Linked DNA regions of Nomascus leucogenys: region 2 is linked to region 1. The links are chromatin contacts, called in public Hi-C maps. All regions are on one chromosome and are shown on one strand. The core of a region is the stretch at or near the end of the contact, and the rest is flanking DNA. Distances in the headings are between cores, read along the strand shown. Region 1 holds the start of NUGGC (nuclear GTPase SLIP-GC). Region 2 overlaps PNOC (prepronociceptin).

What was found. Hi-C and Micro-C count contacts between places; a contact is called where the count stands out from the background.
Region 2: a Hi-C map of a lymphoblastoid cell line shows a contact between it and region 1, with 4 times the contacts expected there. The contact joins the enhancer-like site here to the promoter of NUGGC in region 1. A contact is called at or near these places in 2 of 4 Hi-C or Micro-C datasets (both in a lymphoblastoid cell line).

What each region holds. Positions count from the first base shown.
Region 1 is chr8:32,895,120-32,902,743 of Asia_NLE_v1, reverse strand. It overlaps NUGGC (nuclear GTPase SLIP-GC), which reads left to right and starts at 4,259. Exons shown (of 19, transcript XM_003272916.4): 1 at 4,259-4,418.
Region 2 is chr8:33,153,952-33,161,575 of Asia_NLE_v1, reverse strand. It overlaps PNOC (prepronociceptin), which reads right to left. Exons shown (of 4, transcript XM_030817023.1): 3 at 4,241-4,634; 4 at 295-704. The coding sequence ends at 619. Among named protein-coding and RNA genes, the nearest start is that of PNOC, 23 kb to the right of the region's middle. Within about 2 kb of position 4,610, the one cell type or tissue checked has an H3K27ac peak away from gene starts, as active enhancers do. A contact at or near this core is called in a lymphoblastoid cell line, where this site is marked.

The sequences.
Region 1 (7,624 bases), core at 3,010-5,509:
GTAGAAGTGGGGAGAGCAGGTGGGTGGCAGTTACCATAGCCAGGCCAATGATTCCCAAACTTTGCTGCAATTGGAATTGCCTGGAGATCAGTGAAAACTTTCCAGTGCCCAGATCACATCCCACACCTATTAAATCAGAATATCAAGGGGTGGGAGTCAGGCATTAGCATGTTTAAAAGATCCTGGGTTATTCCAACGTGCAGCAAAATTCAGGAACCACTGAATGAGGCCAGAGATTATTGTGACTCAAGTCAGGGTAGTCAGCAGTGAAGGTGGTGAGAAGTGTTCAGATTCTGAATATAATCTGAAGATTTCAACAAGACTTTTTGACAGATCAGATGTGGAATATGAACGGCAGACAGGAACATCAAGTGTGACACCAAAGCTTTTGGACCAAGGGACTGGAAAAATGTAGTTATCATTAGATGAAATGGAGAAAATTAGGTGGAGAGGTGCTTCAAGGGACTGGCGGGGATTGGTTTGAACTTGTATTTTCGGATGACTAGTGAACAGGAAGACACAAAAGAGGTTGACACTGGATATCAGTTGAGAGCCATTGGCATGGGAACGAAATTGAAAGCTACGAAACAGGGTGGCTGTGGAAAGGAAAGAGACCGAAGATGAAGCCTTGGGGTATTTTATTAACAAGTTGAGGAGCAAGGGAATAACCAGTGAAGGAGACTGAGGAGCACTTCCAGGGAGATGGGATGAAAACTAGGGGAGTGGTTATCTGAAAGCCAAGTGTAGAAAGTTTGTCAAACAGGAGGGAATGATCAACCAGGTCAAATGCTCCTGATGGCTCAAGAAAGATAAAGGTTGAAAATTGACCAGGATCATTGTGGACTTTGACAAGAACAGTTTTAATGGAATGGGAAGGGTGACGGCTTGACTGGAATAGGTTTATATTAGCTTGAGAGGAAAGGAATTTGAGACAGTAAGTAGAGATAACTCTTTTGAGGATTTGTGGGGTTTCGTTTGTTTTTTTGGAGACAAGGTCTTGCTCTGTCACCCAGGCTGGAGTGCAGTGGTGCAATCACAGCTCACTGCAGCCTCGACCTCCCAGGCTCAAGTGATCCTTCCATCTCAGCCCCTCAAGTACCTGGGACTACAGGCATGCGCCACCCTGCCTGGCTAATTTTTATTTTTATTTTTTTAAAAACGGGGGTCTCCTTATGTTGCCCAGACTGGTCTTGAACTCCTGGGTTCAAGTGATCCTCCCGCCTCAGCCTCCCAAAGTGCTGACACCATGCCCAACCTAGGAGTTTTGTCATAAAGAAGTGCAGAGAAATATACTAATACCTGGCAGGGAAATGGAGGTCCAGGGAGTGTTTGTTAAGGTGGAATGAATGACATCAAATCTGTTCACAGATGGGAATAATCCAGTGGAGACTGAAAGTTTGGTGAATTAGAGAAGAGGGGGAAGTACTCTACGTGGTTCTTCAGTTAGAGAGAGGGATGGAATCTGGTGCACAGAGAAGGGATTGGCCTTTAATGGGTGCATGGATAGTTCATCTAGCAACAGGCTGGAGGGCAGAGCACCGGATAGGTGCTTGGGGGTGATGATGAGGCTCTGTGGACGTTCTCATTGCTTCAGTGTTTTCAGTGAGCTCAATGGAAATTCAGCCTGAGAGAATGGAGAAACATCTAACAGGCCTAGCATTCAGGTGTCCAATAGCAGGTGCCAAGGACTACCATAAAGAACCCCAGAGGCTGGACCCAGTGGCTTACACCCGTAATCCCAACACTTTGGGAGGCCGAGATGGGAGGATCGCTTGAGCTCAGGAGTTTGAGTTCAGCCGGGTAACATAAGGAGACCTCATCTCTACTAAAGTTTTGTTTTGTTTTTGTTGTTGTTTTTTTGTTTTTTGTTTTTTTAAGCTAAGTGTGGTGGCACATGCCTGTAGTCCCAGCTGCTTGGGAGGCTGAGGCGGGAGGATCACTTGAGCCCAGGAGGTTGAGGTTGCAGTGAGCCGTGATAATGCCACTACACTTCAGCCTGGGTGACAGAGTGAGACCCTGTCTAAAACAAACAAACAAAAACAAAGGAACTCAAGAATCTTTATTTTTTTATTTTTTGAGATGGAGTCTCCCTTTGTCGCCCAGGCTGGAGTGCAGTGGCCTGATCTTGGCTCACTGCAACCTCTGCCTCCCGGGTTCAAGCAACTCTCCTGCCTCAGCCTCCTGAGTAGCTGGGACTACAGGCGCATGCTGCCATGCCCGGCTAGTTTTTATATTTTTAGTAGAGACAGGGTTTCACCGTGTTGGCTAGGCTGGTCTCAAGCTCCTGACTTCAGGTGATCTGTCCACCTCGGGCTCCCAAAATGCAGGGATTACAGGTGTGAGCTACTGGGCCTGGCCCCAGGAAGCTTTAAAAATGCTCCAAATTAATTGTAGTAATTAAGTAATTTAGTAGCATTTGTGGTTAATTGTTGAAGCTAAGAAATAGCCAGTAGAGGGGGAGCCGAGCACGCGTGACATGAATGTAAGCGTAAGGTGTGATTTTGCCTAGAGGGATCAGTATAAGACTCAGCACCTAGGATGGCATTTGTGCTGACTTTCTTTGTTCTGAACGTTAGCCTGGTGTTTCTATGGTTTTCTTATGGAAGAGGGACGTCATCTTGCCAAAAGTTCAAAGCAGTTTTTAAGACCACAGTCTCAACATTTAATCTTCAATTCTTTCCCTGTTCTGACCTCTTTACCTTCTGAATACCCTCTTTGGACTAAATACATACCTAGAGTACTGAGGGTTGTCCTGGTAATGACTGAGTTGGCCTTTAAAGGTAACATACACCCTTGGCCCAGCACGGTAGGTCACGCCTGTAATCCCAGCACTTTGGGAGGCCAAGGTGGGCAGATCACATGAGGTCAGGAGTTTGAGACCAGCCTGGCCAACATGGTGAAACCCTGTCTCTACTAAAATAAAAAAAAAAAAAAAATAGCCAGGCATGGTGACGCACCTGTGTAGTCCCAGCTACTCAGGAGGCTGAGGCAGGAGAATCGCTTGAACCCAGAAGGCGGAGGTTGCAGTGAGCTGAGATAGCGCCACTGCACTCTAGCCTGGATGACAGAGCAAGACTCTGTCTCACAAAAAAAAAAAAAAAAAAAAAAGTAACACACACTCTGAAGCTGAGGGTTCAAGGGACAACTTTTTCCCTGTATGTGATGTGATGGTTTGGGTTTCCAGACACAGCAAAGTGGAGTGGGTTTTTTTTCTTCTCTCCTGGACAGCACTTTCAAATTTTTGTTTTCTGGGTTTATTAAAAATATGAATTTAAAATTAGATGGGCGTGATGGTGCATGGCTGTGGTCCCAGCTACCCAGGAGGCTGAGGTGGGAGGATGGCTTGAGCCTGGGAGGTCGAGGCTACAGTGAGCTATGATCACGCCACTGCACTCCAGGCTGGGTGACAGAGCAAGACCTTATCTCTAAATAAATAAAGACCAAAAAAAATACTGATTTAAAATTTAAGTTCCAGAAAGATGTAAAGCGGTATATCACTCATTTCTACACTCAAACAATCCAATGATGTTTTATTTTTGGCAAATGTTATTTTTGGTGAATTTTAAGACTTTGGGTCAAGAATAACTCTATATTTATTATCTCATATCCTCCATCTCTCCCAATCATGTCTTATAGTTGGGTGTCAGGGAGCCAGTGCTTTGTTTCTCTTGGAACTGGGGCATTTTTCCTATCTGCTCCAGTGAACCAGTCATCTGAATAGTGTTCACCCTCAGAGAAAAGATGCTGTGGAAGGATGCAGTGATGCATTTGGAAAGGAAAAAAGACAGATCTGCCTACTTGCAGGAACATGGCAGAGAAGGATGCAAGATCCCTGTTTCGTGTACCATTTAGATTTTTTTTTTTTTTTTTTTTTGAGATGGAGTCTTTCTCCGTCACCCAGGCTGGAGTGCAGTGGCGCGATCTTGGCTCACTGCAGCCTCCATCTCCCAGGCTCAAGTGATTCTCTTGCTTCAGCCTCCCGAGTAGCTGGGACTACAAGGTCCTGCCACCATGCCTGGCTAATTTTTTTTTTTTTTTTTTGTATTTTTAGTAGAGTTGGGATTTCACCACGTTGGCCAGGCTGCTCTTGTACTCCTGACCTCAAGTGATCTGCGTGCCTCGGCCTCCCAAAGTGCTGGGATTACAGGAGTGAGCCACCGCGCCTGGCGAATTTAGATTTAAGTGAAAGAAGACAGCATAAATCAGTATCTGTGGGAGGAGACCGTGATAAATAGCTCCCTGATGGCAAGTCAGTTTCACTTCTGCTGTGTAAACGTGGCTTTCCGATTGTGGGCCAAAGGGCTACGTACCCCAGCTGGTTCCAAATACCTGAACCAAGGAGAAGCTGCCACCATCTCCTCTGTGGACTCCTGTAACCAAAGCAGAATTTTTTTTTTTTTTCTGTTCAGTGACATCTGGTAAGTTGTTTCTTTTATGTAATTTATACTGTAACTTGTGGTTGATTTTTAAAAAATGGACCTTAATTTTTAGAACAGTTTTGAGTTTACAGGAATATTGAGAAGATAGTTTAGAGCATTCCCATGTAATTCCCAACCAACTTCCCCTATTATCTTATATTAGTGTGGTACATTTGTTACAACTGATGAACCGATAGTGGTATGTTATTGTTAAACTAAAGTCTGTACTTGATTCAGATTCTTGATTTTTATCTAACGTCTGCTTTCTACTGTGGAATCCTATTCAGGATAGCACATTACATTTAATTATGTTCCCTTAGGCTCCTCTTAGCTGTAACGTTGTTTCTCAGACTTTCCTTGTTTTTGATGAATATGGCAGTTTTGAGGAGTATTGGTTGGGTATTTTGTAGGCTTCTCCTATTGGCATTTGTCTGATGTTTTTCTCACGATTAGACTGGAGTTACGGGTTTTGGGGAAGAAGTCCCAGAGTTAAAGTGCTGTTCTCATCACATCATATCAAGGGACAATATTGTCAACATGATTTAGGACTCTTGGTGTTGACCTTGACCACCTGGTAGAGGCAGCGCTTGTCTGGTTTCTCTGCTATAAAGTGATCCTTTCCCCTCTCCAATCTCTGCCCTGTTCTCTTTGGAAAGAAGCTGCTATGCACAGCACACACTTAAGGAGCAGGGAGTTTTATTCTCCCTCTTTGAGGATGGAGTAGCTATGTAAATTATTTGGAATTCTGCTGTATATGGGACATTTGTCTCTTCTCTCTCATTTGATTTTCTTAAAGCAAGTTATTTCTTGAGGGAAAGTGAATTTTACTTTTCTGTTTGCTTAAGTGAATTTTGGGGGTTTGGTTTGTTTGTTTTTGAGGCCTCACTCTGTTACCCAGGCTGGAGTGCAGGGGTATGAACATGGCTCACTGCAATCTTGACCTTCTGGGCTCAAGTAATCCTCCTGCCTCAGCCTTCTGAATAGCTGGGACTACAGATGCATGCCACCACGCCCAGCTAATTAAAAAAAATTTGTAGAGGTGAGAGTCTCCCTTTGTTGCCAAGGCTGGTCTCAAGCTCCTGGGCCCAAGGGATCCCCTCTCATCTCAGCCTCCCAAAGTGCTGGGATTACAGGCATGAGCCACCATGCCCAGGCTGTTTAAGTGAATTTTAGGCTATGTAAAAAGGCCAGTGGGCTAGAAATGGGGAGAATCAGGTTTTAGTTTGAATTTTACTGAACAGTGCGATCTTAGGCAAGTCATTAATCATTCCTCCCAAAAGAAAACAGCTGTTGCAGAAATTGCTGGTAGGTGTATGAATTCCTGATAAGGAGGAAGTGTCATTTTATGCCTCATTAGCTTTAACAAGCTTGGGAGAGCAATATGAGAAGATTCAAATTCGTTTTGCTAGAATTTGCTAAAGTACGTTATGAAAATATCTGCTTATTTTGCTTACCTCTTTACCTAGGGAAGAAAGATGGAGAAAAACATGTCATCCCAAAGCCTCCCTTCTACTATGAGTGCTTCTGGTGGCCACATTTCTAATGCTGAACACATTAGCCGATGTGTTAATGCTGAAAACATACCTCTTTTCCTTTAGAGATTTGGAGGCCCTTGTTTCACTTTTGCTTCTGAGCTAATGTGTTTAAATTGCTCCCTTGGGACATCCCTAGTTTGGAAGAGCAGTGCAGTGGCCAACGAGGTGGTTGGGAAATGTTGCCAACACCGAAGTTACTTAAACCTAAACCCAAACTCAAAGAGAAAGGAAATAAATTCTAAATTTCATCAACATTCTATCATTTCATTAACAGTCTCCTCCTCTTCCTTCTTTCATTCTTCAGCTTGCCTTCTTGTGAGAGCAAGAAAAAACTTGACCAAAGATTCTTTTTTTTTTTTGAGATGGAGTCTCACTCTGTCACCCAGGCTGGAGTGCAGTGGCATGATCTCGACTCACTGCAACCTCCGCCTCCCGGGTTCAAGCGATTCCTCTGCCTTAGCCTCCTGAGTAGCTGGGACTACAGGCATGTGCCACAACGCCTGGCTAATTGTTTGTATTTTTAGTAGAGACAGAGTTTCACCGTGTTAGCCAGGATGGTCTCGAACTCCTGATCTCATGATCTGCCTGGCTCAGCCTCCCAAAATATTGGGAATACAGGTGTGATCCACTGCACCCAACTGATCAAAGATTCTTTAAGGAAGATAGTACAGCATCCTCAATATGTTTGATCAATGGGGACAAGAACGGGAGTCAGCATCTCAGCTAAGGTGGCATCTGTTCCCCAAAGACTAACAGACGTGGTCTGGATGACACTAGTACTGATTTCTAGTTTAATTACCTTCACAAAATATTCGAAAAATAACATTTGTACAGATGCATAAGTACCTGTAGAGCAATTTTGCATTCATTATCACATTTAATTCTCACAACGAACTCTTTTCGATTTTTTATTTTGTTGAGATGGAGTCTTGCTCTGTTGCCCAGGCTGGAGTGCAGTGGTGTGATCTCGACTCGCTGCAACCTCCGTTTCCTGGCTTCAAGCAACTCTCCTGCCTCAGCCTCCCAAGCAGTTGGAATTACAGGCGTGCAGCACCATGACCAAGTAATTTTTGTATTTTTAGTAGAGACAGGGCTTCACCATGTTGGCCAGGCTGGTCTCGAACTCCTAACCTCAAGTGATCTGCCCACCTTGGCCTCCCAAGGTGCTAGAATTATAGGCATGAGCCACCGTGCCCAGCCGATGAACTCTTGATATAGGTATTTTTTTAAACCAATTCTATCCCATATGTGGAGAAATAGAGGTTCAGAGAGATCAGGTGATTTGCTCTGTGTTGCATTGAAGATTGGGAGCAGAAGCAAAAATCCAGGCATTCTGACTCCAAATCCCTAGTAATTTTCACTCCACCATTCACATCTGGAATATGGAAGCCCTTTGTTTGCAGATAATGTGACCATATTGTTCCCTGCTGTACCCCCAGTATCTAGAACAGTGCCTGGTGCACCATAGGTACTCACAAATATTTGTTGAATGAATTGATGAATAAATAAAATAATAAATATAATTCCTGCTATGCTTAATTTTACCATCTAAGATATATATCTATATCTATATATAGATAGCTTTATCTATATAGAGATACAAAAAATATATCTATCATCATTCATTCAACAAATTATTTAGTGCTTGCTGTGTACCAAGCACTTCCTATA
Region 2 (7,624 bases), core at 3,361-5,860, 260 kb before region 1:
GGGATTACAGGCACGTGCCACCACGCCTGGCTAATTTTTTATATCTTTAGTAGAGACAGGGTTTCACCATGTTGGCCAGGCTGGTCTTGAACCCCTGACCTCATGATCCACCCGCCTCAGCCTCCCAAAGTGCTGGGATTATAGGCGTGAGTCACTGCGCCCAGCCTGCCCATCCTCCTTTCTACACAGCAGTGCCATGCGCTTTTTACCCCTGCCTCCGGGGAGCCGCAGCGCTGGTTGCGTGTGTGCAGAGTTTGCTTCTGTCACTTCACTTAAAAACAGCAAACCAATTTATTAACCATTTGCTCAGTAGAAGTTTAATGGAGAAATCGTTGTTTAAAACAATCAGTCAAAAAGAACAGCTCTTTTACAAACAAGTAATGGCAGTGGCGAGTCAAAACCCCAGGTTCAATTTCCTATTCCTTTCACCTGCCCCTAGAAGGGGCAAGAGGCGGGTGAGCAGGAGAGATGGGGCCATTGAAATGGTAGCTAGAGGAATTACAAAAATACACTCTGATGTAGCAACAGGGTTGTGGTGAAACATGCCAGGGGGCTGGGGAGGAACAATCAGATGGGGAGGTTCTGGAGGCGAAGGAAGCCTGCCGGATCTGCAGGCGCTCAGTGCCTTGGGGAAGAAGGAATCCTGATTCCCAGGCGGCAGGTCTGGGGCTGGACACATGCTGTTTGGGGGATCACCTGGACGCCTGGGGAGACAGAAATTATTAAAAAATGGCAAACCTGATGGTTTTTCTGACCCTTTTCTATTTCCCCTAGAGACAGAAGCAGTGAAAGGGAGGCAAAGAAAAGCTATCAACCCAAAGAAATCGTTCCTAAGGTAGCCAGAGGGGTCCTCAGCTCCTCCGCACATCTGCTCCCCCAGCCCCGGGTCAACTGGCTGGACTAATAGACTAAAGGGGAGGTCTGTGGGCTGTGACTCAATAGGCACAGTGGCAAGCCCCCTCCCAGGGAACAGTTGTCGCTGGTATTCGGAGCCCAAGCAAAATAGTGCCCTTGTTTTACAGTTATTTTCTTTGCAAGTGCTCTTTGAGCCTGATGGCACTGATACCTTACCATGAATGAATGTGCTCAGTTTCCATTGCCTAGAAGGGTCAAAGCCTAAGGGTAGCAGAAAAGAAGAAGGCAGTATAGGGTCAGGGGAAAGGAAAGCAGACCCCCAAGACCAGCTGTGACAAGTTCTGTCTAGAGGTGGGCCTGCACCCCAACACCTTTCCTTCCTAGGACATTATTACACTTTCTGAATAGAATAGTGTTTTTTTTTTTTTTTTTTTTTTTTTTTTTTTTTTTTTTTTTTTTTTTTTGAGACGGAGTTTCGCTCTTGTCGCCCAGGCTGGAGTGCAATGTACATGATCTCGGCTCACTGCAACCTCTGCCTCCTGGGTTCAAGCGATTCTCCTGCCTCAGCCTCCCAAGTAGCTGGGACTACAGGCACCCACCACGACGCCCAGCTAAGTGGCTAATTTTTGTATTTTTAGTAGAGATGGGGTTTCACCATGTTGGCCAGGCTGGTCTCAAACTTCTGACCTCAGGTGATGCACCAGCCTTGGCCTCCCAAAGCATTGGGATTACAGGCATGAGCTACAGTGCCCGGCCCTGAGTAGGGTTCTTTATCCCATTCCAGTGTAAGGTGGCCCCACTTCCTCCCAGCCTTCTCCATGTCGATTAGTATTAGGTATCTTAGGAGTCAAGGACAGCATTGGTAACAAGAGTCCCCCAAGGTGGAGACATCTCCATCATGTGTAGGGCAGGTTGGGGTGTGTATGTGGATGAAAACAAGGTTGAAGCCGGCTGTTATAGACTCATAAATATCCATATGGGAACTCACCAACTGTGCATGTTGGGGGAAAAGAAACAGAGAGATGGTTGCAGAAGGAGAAAGGAGAGTCATCAATAATACCCAAATGAGCTGGTGAATGTTTCCAGTTTCCATCCAGAACTTGACATTTGAGCACTGCCACAGACAGAAGCTCCTTACCAACTTTATTTCAGTGCCTCTCAGTTGGAAGCATAATAGAAGATTAGAAAAACCAATTGCCTGGATAGAGGCTCAAATCATTTTTTTAAAAAATAAATGGATTCCTGTTAATGGGCCTGATTTTCAACTGTGTTTAGGTAAAGAACATTGCCATCGTTCAGAATTAGACATGAGCTTCAGTGTCCCTGAAGAGCCACTTTAAAGAATAATGTCTTTAAGATTTGACATAATTCAACCCGTGCTACTTCTGAACGATTTACTGTTAGGTGCTGTGCAGATATGTGTTAGAAAGAAATAGGAGGCTTGTGAAGGATCCAAGAGTGAGTATGACTTCAAAAGCAGTGCAGGTTAATTTGGGGCCTTTGGAGATGAGTCATCCTGCTAAAAGAAACACATCAGCTTTCTCTTCACAACTTAATACGCGTGTCCATATTTGGTAACAGGCCTGTGGTGAACATGCTGGCCTACCTGCAAAGGGGCCGTCTCCATGCTAAAGTGTGGGCACCAAACATTAGCATATGTACTAATATATCGTCAAGGAAGGTTATTAGTGACATGGCTACCTCTGACACACGGGACGCAACATAAAATAGCACATGCTGACATTTTTCTCTTATGCTCAGACTCAGGGAAAAGCCCCACTTGGGTAATGTTTTGGGGTGATTTTGATGATCTGACTGGTTCTTTGTGTTAGGACAATGATACAGTTTAGAAGTTTGTCCTCTTCCAATTTCATGTTGAGATGTGATCCCCAATGTTGGAGGTGGGCCTAGTGGGTGGTGTTTGGGTCATGGGGGTGGATCCTTCAGGAATGCTTTGGTGCCCACCCTATGGTAATGAGTTCATGGGAGATCTGGTTGTTAAAGAGGCTGGGACCTCCCCTTTTCCCTCTCTTGCCCCCTCTTGCCATGTGGCACGCCAGCTCCCCTTGCCTTCTGCCATGAGTAAAAGCTCCCCGAGGGCCTCACCAGAAGCAGATGCGGGTGCCATGCTTCTTGTATAGACTGCAGAACGTGAGCCAAACAAACTTTGTTTATAAGGTATCCAGCCTCAGGTATTCCTTCGTAGCAATGCAAAATGGATGAATACGGCAAGTTTCTTAGCTATTTAAGGAGACGTATGGGACTCTGCAGCTGATCATCTTCCCATATACAAATTAAGGCACATAGCCTTGATGGTTGGGACTTTCCTAAATTTTCAGAAAATTCTACTGTGCTAGGTTGCCAATGCCACTCAAAGTGATGTATTGGTTGATATCCTAAGGAAAGTTGGGTTTTGAATGAACAGGCAATCAATTAGGGTCTTTGATGTATATTATTAGACATGTGGACTTGTATAAAGTGCCTGTGGGGATAGGAACAGAGCAGAAGAAAGAACAAGAAAGAAAGAGAGGAATATAAAAGCAAGCAAACAAAACCAAAACAAAAACAGCACGCTGGAAAGAAGCGAAATGGAGGAAAGAAGATGAATCCCTTTAGTCCATATTCTAGTAGCTACTAGGTCCATTGGACCAAATTCTCCATGTCTTGCTCAGGAATGATACCGTTGACCACAAGGAATCAGTCCCTCTCTGGCAAGGTGGCAGGATGGACAAATGGCTTGTGGAAGGAGGAAGAGCAGAAACCACAACTCCTGATCTTAACAGGAACTCTTTGGCCAGGTAAAATGGGAAACTTTAATGTTTCCATGGAGCCAGGTACCCTGAGAGCTGGGGAAAGGAGAGGGGATAGGTAAGCCGTGTTTGAAGATGAAATAGCACCATCACAGCTGTGGTAATCGGACTCTGCTAATGGCTAAGAGTACGTCCCACTCTTGGTGTTTAGAGAGACAATCTCGAGGAAAGGTGAGCTGACTGGTTACTGTGGCAACCGGATGGGCGTATTGGTCCACATAACTGTCCCCATAGTAACTAAGCTCCTGGGGAGTGACAGAGGAATTAGTTATCTTAACATACTACTATTATCCCCATGGTAACCAGTCTCTAGCCAGAAGTGGTCAGCTTCAAGGTGCAATAATAGGAAAATCTTTGCTGCCTAGAGAAAGGGTGGGCTGGACTCCTTGCGGGGTGTGTGTGGGGGGGGGGCGGGGGTGGGCGGGGGGATGAATGTGCTTCTAGGCCTGGGAGCAAGGCTAAGATAGTTGGTGTGTGAAATCTCTCCTTGCCCCCAGTTTATTGGTGCCCAACTCACTCATGGGTTGCAGTGGCCGGTACAGCTGGGAGGAGCGCCCCTTCCGGCTACACATTACCATTCTGGTGCAGGGTGCGCCGGCGCTGGCTGGACTGCATGCTCAGGACCAAGTACTGCCTCATAAACTCACTGAACCGCTTCTGATTGGCCAACTTCCGGGCCGACTTCCGGGCCCCGGTGAAGCCCCCAAATCTCTTCTGCAGCTGCTTCTGCTCCATCTCACCAGCCTCCTCCATGCCAGGCTCGGGCTCCTCCTGCTCCTGGAACAGGCTCCGGACTCGGGGCATTCGCCGCAGATGCTGCATCTCCGAAGCTCTCGGCTGGTAGAGAGCAGCCGCCACATGCTCTGGGGCGGCAGGGCTGAGCTGCCAAGAGCTCCTGGCCATGACCTTGGTGCATGGAGTCCAGAGGGGGCTGGGGAAGACCTTCTCTTCACACTCGAGGATGCACACCTGCAAAGATACGGGTGAGAGGAGGGGAGAAGGAACAAGGACCTCTGTTAATCCAGGGCGAGGGAGGAGATCCGGCCCACTGCACCAGTGCAAGTGCTTCTGAAGCATCTAATTTATCAAGTAACGTGCAGCAGTTTTACACAGGTTTTTAGGTTCGTAGAATTTCAGAATTAGAAACAAACAGAGAATCTTCTGACCCAGCTCCATCATTTTACAAAGAAACCAGGGCTCAGAGAGGAGGGCGTAACTTACCTCTGGCGTCACAGCACGTTAACACAGGAAGTTAACATAGGATAAATGCGCCCAACACCGCACCCTGTTACATCTTTAGTCGGGTTTTTGGAGCCAAGCACAGCTCATGACCGTCACCCATAAAGAATTTTATTTTGTTCTCTCCTCAGGCTTGTGGAAGGTCATATGGGTTAAAGAAATTGGGGATGTGAAAGTATGTAGTCAAATCTGCAGGTTTATTTTAAGGTCACCGTGTAAAGATCTACCTAGGTGTTGTTAATTTTTCATCCCGCGTACAGCAGTCGTCACTATCTGTGTATCATTTATAGCAAACGGGGGTCAAGACCCTGTGGGGTGTAGGCAGGCTGGACGTGCGGGGCTGAACCTGTGATCCAGTTCCAGGTGGGGGGAGAGATGCCATCATCAGACGTGAGCCCAGCAGACCCGCCCGGCTCCTAGGAACACTCTGCTCTGTCTCTCCTGCCAACCCTGACTTCTAGCCACCAGCTGGACCACGATGTTTCTCCACCCCCTCTTGGCTGGTTCTGACCTTGGCCCCCCACCTCCCACGTTCTTGGTTCTGATTGGGTCTCCTGGAAGCCTCTGCCCTCAGCTTTTCTTCCTATTTGCTGTTTTGGCTTCACCCCTAATTTCAGTCCAGGTTTCTGGCCTTAGCCGGCTGGAAACCCCACTTCAACCTGACCTTGCTGCTGTGTCAGTAGGCAGAGCCCCTCATTATAGCGTGGAGCTCCTGCCTGGCTTCCAGGGCACCTTCTGGGGCAGAGGCTGCAACTGGCCCGTATTCATCTCCCCTTCTCCTTATGCACAGAACACTGTTTTATTCCTAAAGGCAACATATCTGTTTCCCAAGCTTCCTTGGAGCCATAAGTAGCTGACGACACAAAAATGGAAGTGTAGGCTGGGCGCGGTGGCGCATGCCTGTAATCCCAGCACTTTGGGAGGCTGAGGCGGGCGGATCACGAGGTCAGGAGATCGAGACCATCCTGGCTAACACGGTGAAACCCCGTCTCTACTAAAAATACAAAAAAAAAAAAAAAAAAAAAAAAAATTAGCTGGGAGTGGTGGCGGGCGCCTGTGGTCCCAGCTACTCAGGAGGCTGAGGCAGGAGAATGGCGTGAACCCGGGAGGTGGAGCTTGCAGTGAACCGAGATCGTGCCACTGCACTCCATGCTGGTCGACAGAATGAGACTGTCTCAAAAAAAAAAAAAAAGGAAATGTAATTCCAGAACTTTGGGAGGCCAAAGCAGGTGGATCACTTGAGGCCAGGAGTTTGAGACTAGCCTGGCCAACATGGCAAAAACCCATCTCTGCTAAAAATACAAAAATTAGACAGGTGTGGTGGTGGGTGCCTGTAATCCCAGCTACTGAGGAGGCTGAAGCAAAAGAGTTGCTTGAACCTGGGAGGCAGAGGTTGTGGTGAGCTATCATGTCACTGCACTCCAGCCTGGGTGACAGAGTGAGACTTTGCCTAAAAAAAAAAAAAAAAAAAAGAAGTGATCAGGCATCAGGTAGGGTTTCCAAGAAAGTAGGAGACTGACTTAAGTGGGAGGAACATCCCGTTTTCCTCTTCCTCCAACTTTCTGCTTGGAATGTGGACATTTGGGCTGACATTGTGTTTGCCATCTAGAAACCATGCAGCGACTCAGAGGATGGGAGTCATGGGCTAGAAGCTGCTGACTGGCAGAGAAGAGAGAGGAGACTGGAGCTGCCACTGCAGCCCTGAGCTGTCTCCTTCTCACTCCTTGTGAGGAACTGAGTCTATTGATTTCTGCCACTGTCACTTTAGGTGTTTGTTACTAGCAGGTGAATTTCATTCTTATCTGATACACTTGTCCTTCTGCTTGGCCTCTCGGTCCCTGTCTCTGAGTGGCACCTCACTCCCCAGTTGACTCAGATTTCAAAGCCTGGGCATATCTTTTCCTCCCCTCTCACTGCCCCCATCCTGCCAGTCTACAGTTCTGCCCCTCCTCTCACTCCCTCTATCACCGCCTAAGTGCATCTTAGGTGAAGTGTGTCCCTAACTGATCTCCACATCTCTGGTCTTTGCCACTGTCATCAATGTGGTACCCCTGGCAGGATAGCCTTCCTGAAGAGTAACTATTCATGTCATTACCTTGCCCACAGCTGTCTAATTGTTTATCATATCCATAAAACAGCTCCAAACTCTTGAGCAGAGCATTCAAATCCCTCTACCACCTGGTCTAGCCCACCATCAAGGTCTTATTTCCGATTCTTCCTCACACACCCCTTGAGACCTATGAGGCTTTTCCTAGTGCCTTAAACACTGCAAAGCTCCTCGCACCCGCATGCCTTTCTCTCTGTCCCTCGGATGCAATGACCTCCTTGCATCCTGCCATCCATCCTTTGGGACCCAGACAAGCTCCAGTGCTGCCCCTCTCTGATAACTTCTAGTTCCCTGGCAAGAATCGCTCTCTCCTGCCTCTGTCTTCCCACAGAACTTTGTATTCCTCTTGTGGAAATTTTAATGCTTTATGTCATTAAATTGCAATACCTTCTAAGGCAGAATATGACAAGTTAGGGACCACATCTTACTCATGTGTGAATCTCTTGCAGGAATCTTCTCCTTTCAGTAAAGAGTAGGGTTTCAGTAGAGGTTTATTGAACTGAGATGAATTAATCAAGAAGTCACTTTATATTTAGCGAAGAGTATAAAAGAAGGGAATGAAAAGAGGTGAGAAAGAGTCCCTGGAAGAACAGGGGTCGCAGCTAGTTGCGAC